Regions from separate parts of the Mus musculus genome. Here regions 2, 3 and 4 are each linked to region 1. The links are chromatin contacts, called in public Hi-C and promoter capture Hi-C maps. All regions are on one chromosome and are shown on one strand. The core of a region is the stretch at or near the end of the contact, and the rest is flanking DNA. Distances in the headings are between cores, read along the strand shown.

Region 1 (3,220 bases), core at 670-3,169:
GATTCTACACAACCTCTCCTGTGTGCATCTATCTGTCATCCCATCAGACACTTTCCCCACCTGCGACTAGAGACCCATTCCACACAGACAAAGGGATCCAGAGGGTCTGTGGCAATAAAATGTATCAAAATTGCTTCAGAATTTTATAAAAACCAAACTTGTGTATATACTCATCTTTATTAGGTGTAATGCAGATATAGCACTATCATGAAGTTAAAAAACAAAACGAAACAAAAACCAATAAAACAACACAAGGGACTGGGGAGACTGGGCTTTCATAAGTTCTTTAAAACCTCTTTCAGATACTACTTCCTCCACAAAGACTTTTAAAAATGATTTTGTTTATTTTTATTTTATATGTTTTTTTTTTTTTTGCCCGAATGTATATCTGTGTGAGGGTGTTAGGTAGTCAGAAACTGCTGGAGTTACATACAGATAGTTGTAAACTGTCATGTGGGTGCCGGAAGCTGAATCCCAGGTCCTCTGAAAAAGCAGCCACTTCTCTCAACTGCCGATCCTCCTCTCCAAGCCCTTCACAAAGACTTTCTGAAATTTGATTTCTGTGTCAATTTAAACTAATAATTTCCCCTTATGTTATATTGGGATGTTACAGAATCTCAGAATTTACATTTTTCTTGTACTAAATATCTTTAATAGTACTCATATTTTGATGTCCCTACCCATTACATACTATAAGCCTTAAACCTCAAAGTTTAAAGGGATGAGATGTTTGTTTTTTGAGAACAGTCACTTGAGGCAACCTTCCTGTATCTACTTCCCGAGTGCTGGGATTGTAAGCATATACCACCACAATAGGTTGTCTTAAAAAAAAATGTTCATGGTGTTTGATTTCACTGAAAGAACACTTAGGAGTTTTAACATCCATCAAGAGGTAGCAGCCAGTAATTAGGTACATGATTTTGGCTGCCTACCTACTATTTACTGTTTTTTTTTTTTTTTTTTAAGACTAATTTTGTGTGTGTGTGTGGGTATGCACCAGAGGACAATTTGTTGGAATGGGTTCTTTTCTTTTACCATGTGGGTCCCAGGGATTGAATGCTCAGTGGCATGTCATGTCACTGGTCCATCTACTAATTTTGGGACAGCATTCACTCTGTAGCTCAGGCTAGCCTTGAATCCATGTGATCAATCCTTTTGCCCTTCCTCAGTTTCTGGAGTGCTGGAACTTATTGATGTGAGCCACCATGTTCAGTTTAGTTTTCTAAATGTTCACAATTTCATCACACACACACACACACACACACACACACACACACACAGTGCTTTGATTCCCACTCACTACCTCGACTATTCATTCTATACGTCTTATGGCACTTTTGTTCTACACCATTTTATTTCGCTGGGTTACTGTGCAATTCCTGAATCTGATCTAAGATCCGTTTCCTACTTCCAAAGAATTTATGTCCAAAATTCCAAACTGTATAACTAGCACTCTGTGTAAAAACACCAAGGACCTCCAACTTCAATATGCTAAATTTGAACTCATTTTTAAAGGAGTCTTAAGCTTTTTCCGGATTCACTGTATCCCAGAGCATGCTTTCATCATCTCTCACCCGGGTTACTGCCCACTTATTTAAAAACAATTACTCCATTTCCTCAAGTAAGCATCCTCCACATACTTTAACTCTGACGTTTGTCCCAAATACACTCAACTAACAGCTGTTTGAAAAATCCTCCATTCCCGGTGTAATAAACAGCCTTTGAATTCCAAAGTCAGGCCCTAGATTCCTCCAGGATAACTGGCCATCTCTCCTCGCCTACAGCCTTGCCAGCCTGAGCAAGTCCTTGCACAGGTTAGGGAACCCAGCAGAGTCTTAGCGAGTGTTTACTGAAGGTCCAGCGCAGCTGAGTGACGTCACGTCCGATATCCGGTGGTGTCTTCCTACGTCGTTCTGAGGGAGGTTGACAAACAGGGTTTCAGCCTTTAAGCTAGAGTTCGTAACTGCCGTTGACCTCCTCCTTTACGAAGGCCCAGAGCACCAGGTCAGAGCTCTGAGTCTGGGTCTGAATTCAGCCGCAGGGCCCGGCCCAGGGTGGAACCCTGTGCGAGAGGAGCGCGGGCGCTGCCCGGACCCTGACCCAAGCGCAGAAGCGGCCCTCTAACACTCCGCGGCGGCGTTTCCTCCGAAGCTCTCGCGAGAGGAGCCGGGGAAAGATGGCTGCGCCGGGTCTTTCCGAGTGAGGAGGAGGCGGCGGCGGCGGCGCCGGGCGTCGTGCGGTCGTGGTCTCTTGAGCTGCGGCTTTCCTCGTCCGAGACGAGGGCCGCCGCCTCCGGGAGATGCGCGTGTCGCGGACCCGCGGTCGCCCCGGGAGTTCATGCTGCGTGCTAGGCTCGCGGCCGCCGCTCTAATCGCCCGGCGCCGCCGCCGCGCCGGCTCGGCCCGCGGTGAGCCTCCCGGAGCCTGTCCCGCGCGCCGCGGCGGCTATGACCGGGGAGAAGATCCGCTCCCTGCGGAGGGACCACAAGCCCAGCAAAGAGGACGGGGACGTGCTGGAGCCCTGCGAGGAGGAGGCGACAGCCGCGCTCGGCGGCGCCTTCACCGGGGGCAGAAGCGGACCGGGCGGCAGCGGCAAGGGCGGCAAGGCCTGCCATAAGATCTTCAGCCACCACCACCGGCTGCAGCTGAAGGCGCCCGCCGTTCCGGGCCCCGGCGTTCCGGCCCCGCCGCAGCACAACGCAGTGACTGCCACCTGCCCTGCCCCGGCCTGCCTGGGCGGCAGCAACCCCGCTTTAGTCGCTGACGGAGGCGGCTGCCCCTCGCTCTACCCGGTCCACGAGTGCGTCTTTAAGGGGGACGTGAGGAGACTGTCCTCGCTCATCCGCACGCACAATATCGGACAGAAAGATAATCATGGTGAGCTTTGCCTAATTTCCGTCCCCTCGGAGGTGGGGTGGGGGTGACCGTTGGCCTCCGGGTTCCCGGTCCCTTCTCCCGCACCGTGTTTTCCTCTGGCGGAAAACCTCGAGTCTTTTCAGGTGCAGCGAGCGTGCCAGGGGTCAGGGTGCAGCAAGGATGTTTTCTTCTTTTCCACCTGAGCATTTCGGGACAGGTTGCATTTTCTCTGCGGCAGTCTTTGCGAGTGCCAAAAGGTCGGGCTATCTCACATCCAGGCAGGTCTTCTGGGTTTTAGGGAACGTTTCCTTTTTCCCTCCCTCCCTTCTTGCCGGTCTTCACCGCCCAGGTACGCGCAGATAGAT
Region 2 (3,380 bases), core at 25-2,524, about 12 Mb before region 1:
GCCAACACAGCTAGCTAGCTTGTGCCACCACACCCTAGCTGGAGGACAGAGGTGTTTGATTTGCTAGAAGAAGATCTGGGTGTAGTTCAGTAGTTGCCATTCAACAGATGGTTGCTACAGGAAAGAGCAAATGATTAAGCAAATTGGGTTATAACAAGACAACGGATGACTAAGGACACAGGAAAACACTCTAGTATACTAGACATCAGCGTAAAAAAAGACCTGGCATAATGTAAACACCAAGATTCCAGAACTCTGATCAAAGCTACAGAGATGTGGCTTTAAGCCTCTACTGGTTCTTTTGTTTTAGATAAAGATTCCTGTTGCCTTTGGTCCTCTTGACATTTCAGTCTACACTTGCAGATTTACTTCATCGACCACATAATCATTTTCTGCCTAGGACTCTATGTGGAGCACCTCATCCACTAGGACACGTTTTGCACGGGCTACGAGTTAAAATATCGTTCTGAAAATAGCCATTTGGCCTCCAATAAACAACTTCCCCATCAGAGCATCCCTAGAATTTACTTACTGAACAGAGATAAAGGATAACAATAAGAGAGTGTAACTGTGTACCAAGTAGCTTCAGAACCTTAAATATACTCCTAGAGGCCCTAGCTTTTTAAATTTGTCTCTACTGCATAGATTAATAAGGAGAAATGCTTCTAATGAATAGAGACTTAAAAGTACCCAAACACTACCTGTGCTGCTAAATTGATGGGATTGCAGGTAATTTTTAAATCTTTTAACAGTTTTTTTTTTTTCTTTGTGTTTTGTCGTTTTGTTTTCTGCTCTCAAGATCTCCTTGCTCCTGTCTCCCTAGTTCTAGGTGGTAAATGGCAGTGGCCCCCCAGAGCAGGCCCTCAAACGGAAGTTATGTGTGCGTGTATACATATACGTATGATCACGCAACTGTAAAACCTGGCTCAGCACAACAGGAAATTGTTCCGCAACATCTGGAAAAGAGAAGCAAACCAAAATGCTCTGGCCGACTCAGCCCACACTCCACCCAAACGAGGAGTCTGCGAAGGCGGGGAGATCCCGCTAAACTGAGCGGCCAGTGCTCCGCCCACGGAAACAAATCCTTCAGGCGTCCAATCCGCAAGCCTATGTAAATGACAAGGGGGCGTGGTTAGAGGGACGCCCGCTGTGGGCGGAGCCACTGCGGAAGCAGAGACGTAACCGAGGGTAGTACTGATTGGCTGGCACGTAGGTGGGTGGGGCCTGCAGGCAGACCCGCCTCGCCGAAGGGTGGTGCCTGAGTTAGGAAGAACGCTGAGCGCGGCACCGCTGGCCCCAGGGGCGGAGCCGGAAGTGGGGCGTTGAGGTCTCCACCTCCTCGTCCGTGAGCCGGCCGTTCCCCCGCTTCTGTTCCTAGTCCCCCCGAAGTCACAGCCTGATTCCCGGAGGCCCGAGCCCTTAGTCTGGGCGGGGTGGCGCGGGCCGGAAGGACGCCATCCCGGCCTGGGCCATGGAGGCTCCCGCACCGTCCCTCACGGAGGAGGATTTGACTGAAGTGAAGAAGGACGTGAGTAGCTCCGCCGGGCTGGGCGCAGCGGGGCGCAGCGGGGCGGGCGGGCGGAGGAAAGCGGAAACCCGGAGCTGAGCGACGGGGAACTTCAGGTCGGAAGAGCGCGGGGTCCTGGCACAGCACGACCTGCCTGCTTCCCGGGAGCTGGCTGGAGACGATCCACCAGCGACCCGGGAGTCCGCGGTTAAGCCTGTCGGTGGGCTTGGATGTTTCCTTGCCATCCGCTCGTCGCTGGTGGCTTTCCATCCTGCCGATCCCCCATCCCACGCCACCGCCGCGGGAGCTGCTAGCCTAGGGAGCCGCCGGAGTGTGCCCACAGCGGGCTTTGGACCAGGCATCCCCGGGCGTAGAGCAGATGGGTGAAACTGGTCTCTATCGGGGGCTGCGGAAAGCTCGCCAGCTGAACGCACGCCCTGGAATTCCCCGAGTAATCAGACGCCCACGTATTTAAATGAAGGGGGTGTGCGTACTTCTCGCTGAGACTTGGTTCCCAGGTAAACGTTGAAAATACTCCCGACTAAATTGGACTCTTCTGCTTAGACCATGTAGAACTTCACAGACACAGTAATATTTGAGGAAATGGCTTTAACCACAACGTGCTTCGTTTTTTTTTTCCTTCCTTTTAACTTCTTTTGCCAGAAAAAAAAAAAAAATCAAATGAGCACAACTTAGATAATATACATGAATTCACATTAAAAACCGGTAACTCGTTCTTACTTAGCACCAAAATGCTGCCGAAAAATCGTCTTTACGAACTTAACCTCAAGTTGTTGAAGATGTATGTGTGCTTCAGACCCCTTTTTCTACCATACTTACCCCTTGTAAAGTTTATTGCGCTGTGCCCATAATTACAACTGATAGAGCTAAGTACCAGGAGGGAAAGGTACGGCCAGGATAACTGCCATAGTTTCCGTGTTCAGTGGAGTTGGTAGGGCACCTGCTGTATGGAAAGCTACACATTCTACTTGAAACAAGGTCTTTGATACCCACTATAGTCCTTAAGAGGACAGTAAACCCTAAGTGTAAAGTCTGGGAGCTCTGTTCCCATGTTCCACAGTTTTGAATTTTCTCACAATCATTAAAGTACCTATAAGGAGAGAATTGCTTTTCATTTTATAGCTGGCAAAACAAGACAAGACCTGTCTGTAGATAGGGGAGGAGAGTGCTGCAGGCCTTTGTTTCTGCTCCGGGGTTCATTGACGTCATCCATCCTGACAGTTGCACGTTAGACCTGTGTCAGATGTCCATAACCTTAGAGAGACTACAGAGAAGCGTCAGGGTGTCTATAAAAATAGTGTTCCTTAGATATTCACCCTATTATTTTTGAAACTGCTTATGACAAGCTTAAACATTCATCCGCATTATTTGAATCTCCTTTTTTTCTCAACTCCAGGACTTTATTTCCAAGTCTACCAGAACTCAAACTATAATTTCATACATTTGGCTGTTGTTTTGTTTCTCTGTAATTCTGACTGTCCTGGCACTCACCTGTAGAACTAGCTGGCCTCAACTCCCTTCCTCTGCCTCCCAAGTGTTGGGATTAAGGCATGAGCCACCACTGCCTGCTATGTTCTTATGTTTTCAAAACTTGAACTTTTCATTATCCTTCCCCCAAAACTGCTTGGTGTCCCTTCTGTATTATCTGTCTTGATAAATGGTGGGAAGTTGTTTACATGAGGCTGTCTGTCTGTCTCAGGGTTTGCTTTCTGTGGCTTCTGTTGCCTGTGGGTCAGCTATGGTCCAAAAATATTTAATTATTTAATGGGAATTTGATACGGTTATAGTGATACAAATTGAGCACTCTTCTAAGTACCGTGACAAAATCTTGTGCCATCTCACTGCATCTAGC
Region 3 (3,423 bases), core at 472-2,971, about 19 Mb before region 1:
CTTAAACTATAAAGAATGGGGCGAGCCAGGCAGTGGTGGCACACGCCTTTAATCCCAGCACTTGGGAGGCAGATGAATTTCTGAGTTCGAGGCCGGCGTGGTCTACAGAGTGAGTTCCAGGACAGCCAGGGCTACAGAGAGAAACCCTGTCTCGAAAAACCAAAAAAACCAAAAAACAAAAAAAACAAAAAAAAAAAACAAAAAAAAAACTGTAAAAGCGCAAGTCTTTGTGGGAACACAGGGGTACTAGGAAGTAGATCCTGAGTCTTTTTTTGTTCTGTTTGTTTTTTTTCTGAGACAGGGTTTCTCTGTGTAGCCCTGGCTGTCCTGGAACTCACTCTGTAGACCAGGCTGGCCTCAAACTCAGAAATCCACCTGCCTCTGCCTCCTGAGTGCTGGGATTAAAGGTGTGTGCCACCACGCCCGGCTGGATCCTGAATCTTAAGCAAGCTAGGCAAACATTCTACCCCTGAGTTATACCTGTAGCCCAAAATATGAGTCTTCACTGACAACAGAGGAAGAAGGTTAAAAAAAAAAAAACAATCAAATGTCATTTTAAACAAAAACTTTATATTGGTGGTTTTCAGGCTTGTCAGGATACTTTCTTGCCAATGGATTGGTTTGTGCTGTAACCAACCCTGAAGCTCAAAACAGGATATTTAGGTTGTCTTTTTCCTTTCTTTGGATAGAGATTCTCCTGTTTCTTTGGGTGGCCTAGAACTTGCCATGTCACTGAATTTAAAGTCCTGATCCTCCAGCATGCTGGGTTTATGTGGTGTTGGGGGGAATCTAGGCTGGATGAACACTCTATCAACTGAGCTACAACTCAGCACCCTAATGCTGTCTTCTCATAGAAATTAACCAGACATCACTTTACAGACAACAGAAAATAAGGGGTCAATTATAATTACTTTGGTTAGTGTTAACAGATTTGTACATAGAAATTCACCTATGTGTTTAGTTCATAGAGCTATGTCTACTTGAGAATCTACTCACGCCAACTTAAACAGAAGCTTTCGTTTAAAATCACTTCTGCCATCCTGGTAAACAAAAACACGAGCAGGCACTGGCTTTGAGTTCTTACACAGCCTCAATTATGTGTTAGTCAACCCAAGCATCCATTATGTACTCAATAATAGCTATGACACAGCTCTGGACAACAGCAATGCCATGGAGAGGCAGACACGAGATAGCCTGCTTACACTGCTTTTCCTGGCGGTAACATTTTTAAGCTGCGTGGAAGCCATGAGATCCTGGCTCCCTCATTAGGAACTTTACCCAACAGTGCTTTGACGGCCTGGTAACTTAGAAGAAAATGTAGCATGCCAGTTCTGTTTGTTAGTTGTTATGAACATAAGTTCATGAACACGAAGTTTCTGTTGAGAGCAGCTACATTCCCTTTAAAACTGCATCGGTGTACGCAACAAAGTAAAGAAAAGAAAATTTTAAGACACTGTTAAGGCTTGGGGATATAGCTCAGTTGGTAGAGTGCTTGCCTAGCGCTCAGGAAGCCCTGAGTTCCATCCCTATCTCAGCAAAAAAGTGCTCTCCCAACCCACCCCCACGCCCAGCACGCGCCAGTAATCCCGATACTTTGTGGGGGGGAGGTGGAAGCAGGAGGATCGACAGTTCAAGGCCATCCTCCCCTATACCTCAAGTTCAAGGCCATCCTGCGCTTCAAAAGACCCAGGGTCAAGAAGCAAGATTGCTAAAACAGCAGCGGAGGCGGAGGGAGCTGGTCCTTAAGGAAGGCACGCGCTTGCTTCTAGATTCCGAAGCGTTTTCAAAGCTGGTTACAGTCCTTACCACAGCACACCCTTGTGAGGTAAGTGTATTATCATCTTTGGTTCATAAATGAAAAAGTTGAGGCACTGAGCGTATTAAGTCACTCGCCTAAGGAGTATGAGTCAACGTCAAGAGTCATAGTTGACCCGGTTTAACGACTCCTGACCTTCAGTCCAGGGCTGAGTCAGCGGAGCCCCGAGTGGCTTCCCTGGCTGGCACCTGGACGTAGGCTATTTCCGTCCACGTCCAAGCAGAATACTGGAACCGATTGGACAGAACTTCCAAACTTTCACGTCCAGCAAGATTCACCCCTGACGCCTTCATCTCAGGACTGGGAACAGGAAAAGCCGACGCGTGCACTCCCCTTCCCCAAACGAGTGAGAGGGTACCGTGGGGCAAGCCCGCCCACCCGCTTGGGCAGCGATGGTAGCAAGGGACCACCCGCGTTAGTGGACCGGGGACTGGGGAGACGCAGACCACATCAACGACTCTCCATCGCCGCCTCTTTCAGAAACCAAGAGAAAATGGTGGGAGGCGAAAAGAAAAACTAAATAAAAAGCAACTTGTCTTAGGACCTCAGCTAAGCAAATGAAGCCTTCTTGCGTGTGCTGAGCCTGCAGTTCTCAACCTTCTAGGAAAGATGGGAGGACTGGGCGACAGAAGGCACAGCAGGAATGCCCCGCAGTGAGTGCAACCGGAGCTCTGCCCGCTGCCCAGCAGAGGCCTAAATCCAACTCGGCAGGAAGCGCCCGCGGCGCCGGGAGCCACGCACCCTCGCCAGCGACCACGTGATCACTTTTTTTTTTTTTGGAAGAAAAAAAAAAACTTCTTGCCTTAAGAAAAAAAAAAAAAAAAAAAAAAAAAAAGACTCCACTTCCCAGAAGCCTCTCCTTCCCCAAGCAGCTGCAGTCTTGCGCAGGCGCCGCTAGGGCCAAACGGACACGTCCGTCACGTGGGCAGGAGCCGGCCAATCCGGTTTGAATCTCATTTTTTTCCTCTCGCCCCCCCTTCAGGAGCGGTTGTGCGATCAGATCGATCTAAGATGGCGACTGTGGAACCGGTGAGTATTGCCTTCGGCCCCCACCCCCGAGCTCCCCGCGCTCCGGCTTCCTCCGCTCAGGGACTCCCGCAGGACGGCGTTACCGGCGCGCACGGCGCCTCCCGCCGCGTCCGGTCCCTGCCCGCCCCCGGCCTGACCTTCGGCGGGCAGCCTCGGCGCCGGGAGGCTGGCGGCGGCAGCGTGGAGCGCACACGCCGTGTGGGGGCCCGGGCACCGGGGCGGTGGGGGGAGGGGCGCCGCGCGGGGCCGCGATGCGGCGGGCGGAGGGCGGCTCGGGACACGGGCGCGGGGATCGGCGTGGGGTCCCGGGGTCTCGGGGGGGCGTGGGGCGGGCGGCTCCTAGCGGGCACCGTGGCTGGTGGGCGGCGAGCCGGCCCGAGAGAGCCGGAGAGGGAGCCCGAGGCAGCGGCGCCTCGCCGTCGCCGGCGACCCGCCGCCGGGGGTCCTCGTGCGGGCCGCGCTCTGGAGCTGCGGAGGAGGGTGGGCTGGCGGAGCCCACCGGTGGGCGCGCGGGAGCTGGGCGGGCGCGTCCCGCGGGGAGCCGGGGGCCGTGGCGTTGAGTAGGGGAGCATGCTCAG
Region 4 (3,091 bases), core at 229-2,728, about 11 Mb before region 1:
AATGGGAGATGAGTTCTCAGGACATTTCCAATAAGGTCACCACTAGTTATTCTTATAGGTTATAACCAAAACTACCTATTAAGGTCAATAGGAAGTTGCAAACATGTTCAGTTGTTACTTAGTATACACTATAATCTCCTGAATCTAGACAAAATGTCTGACACATTCTGTAGTGCCTACTGATCTTCAGTCCAAAAAAAAAAGGCTTTTAGGACATTCCTCCCTCAAAATTGCAAATCAAGCCCGGCGGTGGTGACGCACGCCTTTAATCCCAGCACTTGGGAGGCAAAGGCAGGCAGATTTCTGAGTTCGAGGTCTGGTCTACAAAGTGAGTTCCAGGACAGCCAGGGCTACACAGAGAAACCCTGTCTTGAAAAAAACAAAAAAACAAAAACCAAAAAACCTCCACAACTGACTGTTCTTCCACAAGTCCTCAGTTCATTCCCAGCAACCACATGGTGGCTCACAAACATCTGTAATGGGATCTGATGCCCTCTTCTGGTGTGTCTGAAGACAGCTACAGTGCACTCATATAAATAAATCTTTAAAAAATAAATAAATAAATAAAAAGAACTCCAGTAGCGACCTAGCACTTACGAAAAGATCCAGCCAAGGTCCTCCAGTAAGAGAACACAAATATAAAATCATGTGTTAGTTGCTGTGTATGCTGTAATAGGGAATTTTTAAAATTGTAATTTAGACACAAATGAGCCTCATGATCCTGGGCAAGGCTTACTTACAAGTCTGTCTAGTTTTCAGTGCGAGCACAAGGCGGAAGAGAGCAAACACAGCTATGACAGACACTTCACAGTGCTGAAACTTCACCAATGGTTCCTTGAAAGAGTCTGGGGCCACGTTTAGGACCTGGAGTTTACCACCAACGCTAGGCAGGCGGGATGCGCAAAGGCAGGGGGCGGACCCTCTGCCATCTCCGGCCAGAGGCTGGATCGTCGGTTCCAAATCCCTCGGCTTCCCAGAGAGTGCAACCCACGGAGCAGGCAAGGGCCGGATTCCCCTACGCCAAGCTCATCCGGCAAAAGGCTGACGCTGGGGACCCCGTAGCCAAGCGAGGGGCTGGGGGCGCGCCTCCGGCCCCGCCCCTTCAACCCCGCGCGCCCCCGGCCCCGCCCCTTCAACCCCGCGCGCGCACGTCGCCCCCCCCCCAGCCCCGCGCGCTCCCGGCCCCGCCCCTGCGCTCGTGCCCCGCCAACCCCGCGCGCGTACCTTCCGCTGCTGCTGTTTCCACCGCGTGAACATCAAGTGTCGCCGCTGCTTGTTCTTAATCTCCGAGATACTGAAGCCCGGGGGGAAGGCGGCCGCTTTCGCGGGCTGCACCCCGCTCTCCGCCGTCCCATCGCTCGCGGCCGCAGCCTCTTGAGGCTCTTCAGCGGCAGCTTTCCTCTTCAAGCCTCGCTTGCCGCCACCAACACTTTTCTCGCCGGCCTTCGCCATGTTGTTTACGGCTGTACGGAAACGGAAGTGCTCTCTGTCTTTGACCCGGGTCATACGGTTTTACTTCCGGGGCCGCCAAGTTCCGGAACTAGCGCTTTGCTTTATGGATTAGCTATGTAAGAAAGTGCCAAGGCTGGACGCTGGTGGTGGCGCACGCCTTTAATCCCAGCACTAGGGAGGCAGAGACGGGCGGATTTCTGAGTTCGAGGCCAGCCTGGTCTACAGCCTGAGATCCAGGACAGCCAGGGCTACACAGAGAAACCCTGTCTCGAACTCCCCTCCCCCCAAGAAAGAAAGAAAGTGTCAAAATTCAGAGTTCGTTCCCGACTGTACATTATTTCTAATAGAACAATTTCTAAACAGAACAAGATTAAAAAGAGAGCAAAGAAGCATCACACTTCCAACGTTCTCACTGGTCTCAGACTTAATGCTTATGCAGCAATGCAGGAAAATCCTTTCATCTGAGATAAACTGATAACGCCTACCAGACAATGGAAACGGCCAGCTGCGAGGCCCCTTAGCAGCAGCAAACTAGTCTACCACTCAAACACCACAGACACCAGAAGTCAGACGAAAATTTAGGAGAGAAGAAGAGGCTTGAAGTTGAATAGATTCTGTGAGGGTTTTGTAAAGACGCTGTGTTTTGTGTAAGATGTAGTCCTCTTGGTGGATTTTGAGGGAGAAAATGATCAGGCATTTTGCTTTATTTTTAAGGCGCTACGGCCCTGACTCAGGCTTTGTAGATGCTAAGTGAGTGGTTGTCATAAAGCTGAATTTACAGTCTCCTTGATTTACACATAAAAAACAATACTCATAATAATTATTTAAGGGGACTGGGAAGATGGCTCAGTGATTAAGAGTACTGACTGATCTTCCAGAGATCCTGAGCTTAATTCCCAGCATCCACATGGTGGCTCACAACCATCTGTAATGGGATCTGATGCTTTCTTCTGGTGTATCTGAAGACAGCTACAATGTATTCATATACATTAAATAATTCTTTTTTTTTTTTTTTTTTTTTTTTTTTTGGTTTTTCAAGACAGGGTTTCTCTGTGTAGCTCTGGCTGTCCTGGCACTCACTTTGTAGACCAGGCTGGCCTCGGACTCAGAAATCCGCCTGCCTCTGCCTCCCGAGTGCTGGGATTAAAGGCGTGCGCCACCACGCCCGGCTACATTAAATAATTCTTAAAAGTTATTTATTATTATTTAAGAAGAAACTAAGGGAAGATGGGTGGAGTGAGAAATGTTAATGAATTGAACAAAGGTAGTATTCGCACAGCTCTCACCTTAGAGAAAAATGAGACAGTTTATTCTGGAGCCAAATATGAGTGGCCTGGAAACATAGGTTCAGGCATCCCAAAATTCCCTTTTCCAAGGTAGAAGCAGGTTCCTAAAGCCTTTTTTATAGTCATAGAACAAAAACTCGTAAACCAAGACACTTTCCAAGTCTGTTGTTGGAGCCACTAAGTAGGCAGTTACTTCATAGTGAGAAATCTCAGCTACAGGTCTCCAGTCACCACGGAGCTGAAACCAATCCTATTGGTTAGTGATGTAACTGTTGTTAAGTTGTAGCAGAACATAATTTATGTTTGTGGCAATGCTGGTGTAAATCCACCATGATGACAGTCATATAAAATTA

The links. Promoter capture Hi-C pulls out the DNA fragments that hold promoters and counts their contacts. A called contact is a pair of places that touch in the nucleus more often than the background predicts.
Region 2: a contact with region 1 is called in a promoter capture Hi-C map of pre-B cells. The contact joins the promoter of Bcl10 here to the promoter of Ankrd13c in region 1.
Region 3: a contact with region 1 is called in a promoter capture Hi-C map of pre-B cells. The contact joins the promoter of Eif4e here to the promoter of Ankrd13c in region 1. A contact is called at or near these places in 1 of 39 promoter capture datasets (pre-B cells) and 1 of 484 Hi-C or Micro-C datasets (CD4 T cells).
Region 4: a Hi-C map of CD4 T cells shows a contact between it and region 1, with 7 times the contacts expected there. The contact joins the promoter of Rpf1 here to the promoter of Ankrd13c in region 1. A contact is called at or near these places in 1 of 39 promoter capture datasets (cranial neural crest) and 1 of 484 Hi-C or Micro-C datasets (CD4 T cells).

What each region holds. Positions count from the first base shown.
Region 1 is chr3:157,945,081-157,948,300 of GRCm38.p6, forward strand. Ankrd13c (ankyrin repeat domain 13c) reads left to right here and starts at 1,920. Exons shown (of 13, transcript NM_001013806.2): 1 at 1,920-2,876. The coding sequence starts at 2,447.
Region 2 is chr3:145,922,988-145,926,367 of GRCm38.p6, forward strand. It overlaps Bcl10 (B cell leukemia/lymphoma 10), which reads left to right and starts at 1,275. Exons shown (of 3, transcript NM_009740.2): 1 at 1,275-1,528. The coding sequence starts at 1,472.
Region 3 is chr3:138,524,470-138,527,892 of GRCm38.p6, forward strand. Eif4e (eukaryotic translation initiation factor 4E) reads left to right here and starts at 1,722. Exons shown (of 8, transcript NM_007917.4): 1 at 1,722-1,825; 2 at 2,799-2,845. The coding sequence starts at 2,828. It overlaps Mir1956 (microRNA 1956), which reads left to right and starts at 1,952; the gene lies at 1,952-2,016.
Region 4 is chr3:146,519,945-146,523,035 of GRCm38.p6, forward strand. Rpf1 (ribosome production factor 1 homolog) reads right to left here and starts at 1,479. Exons shown (of 9, transcript NM_027371.3): 1 at 1,225-1,479. The coding sequence starts at 1,452.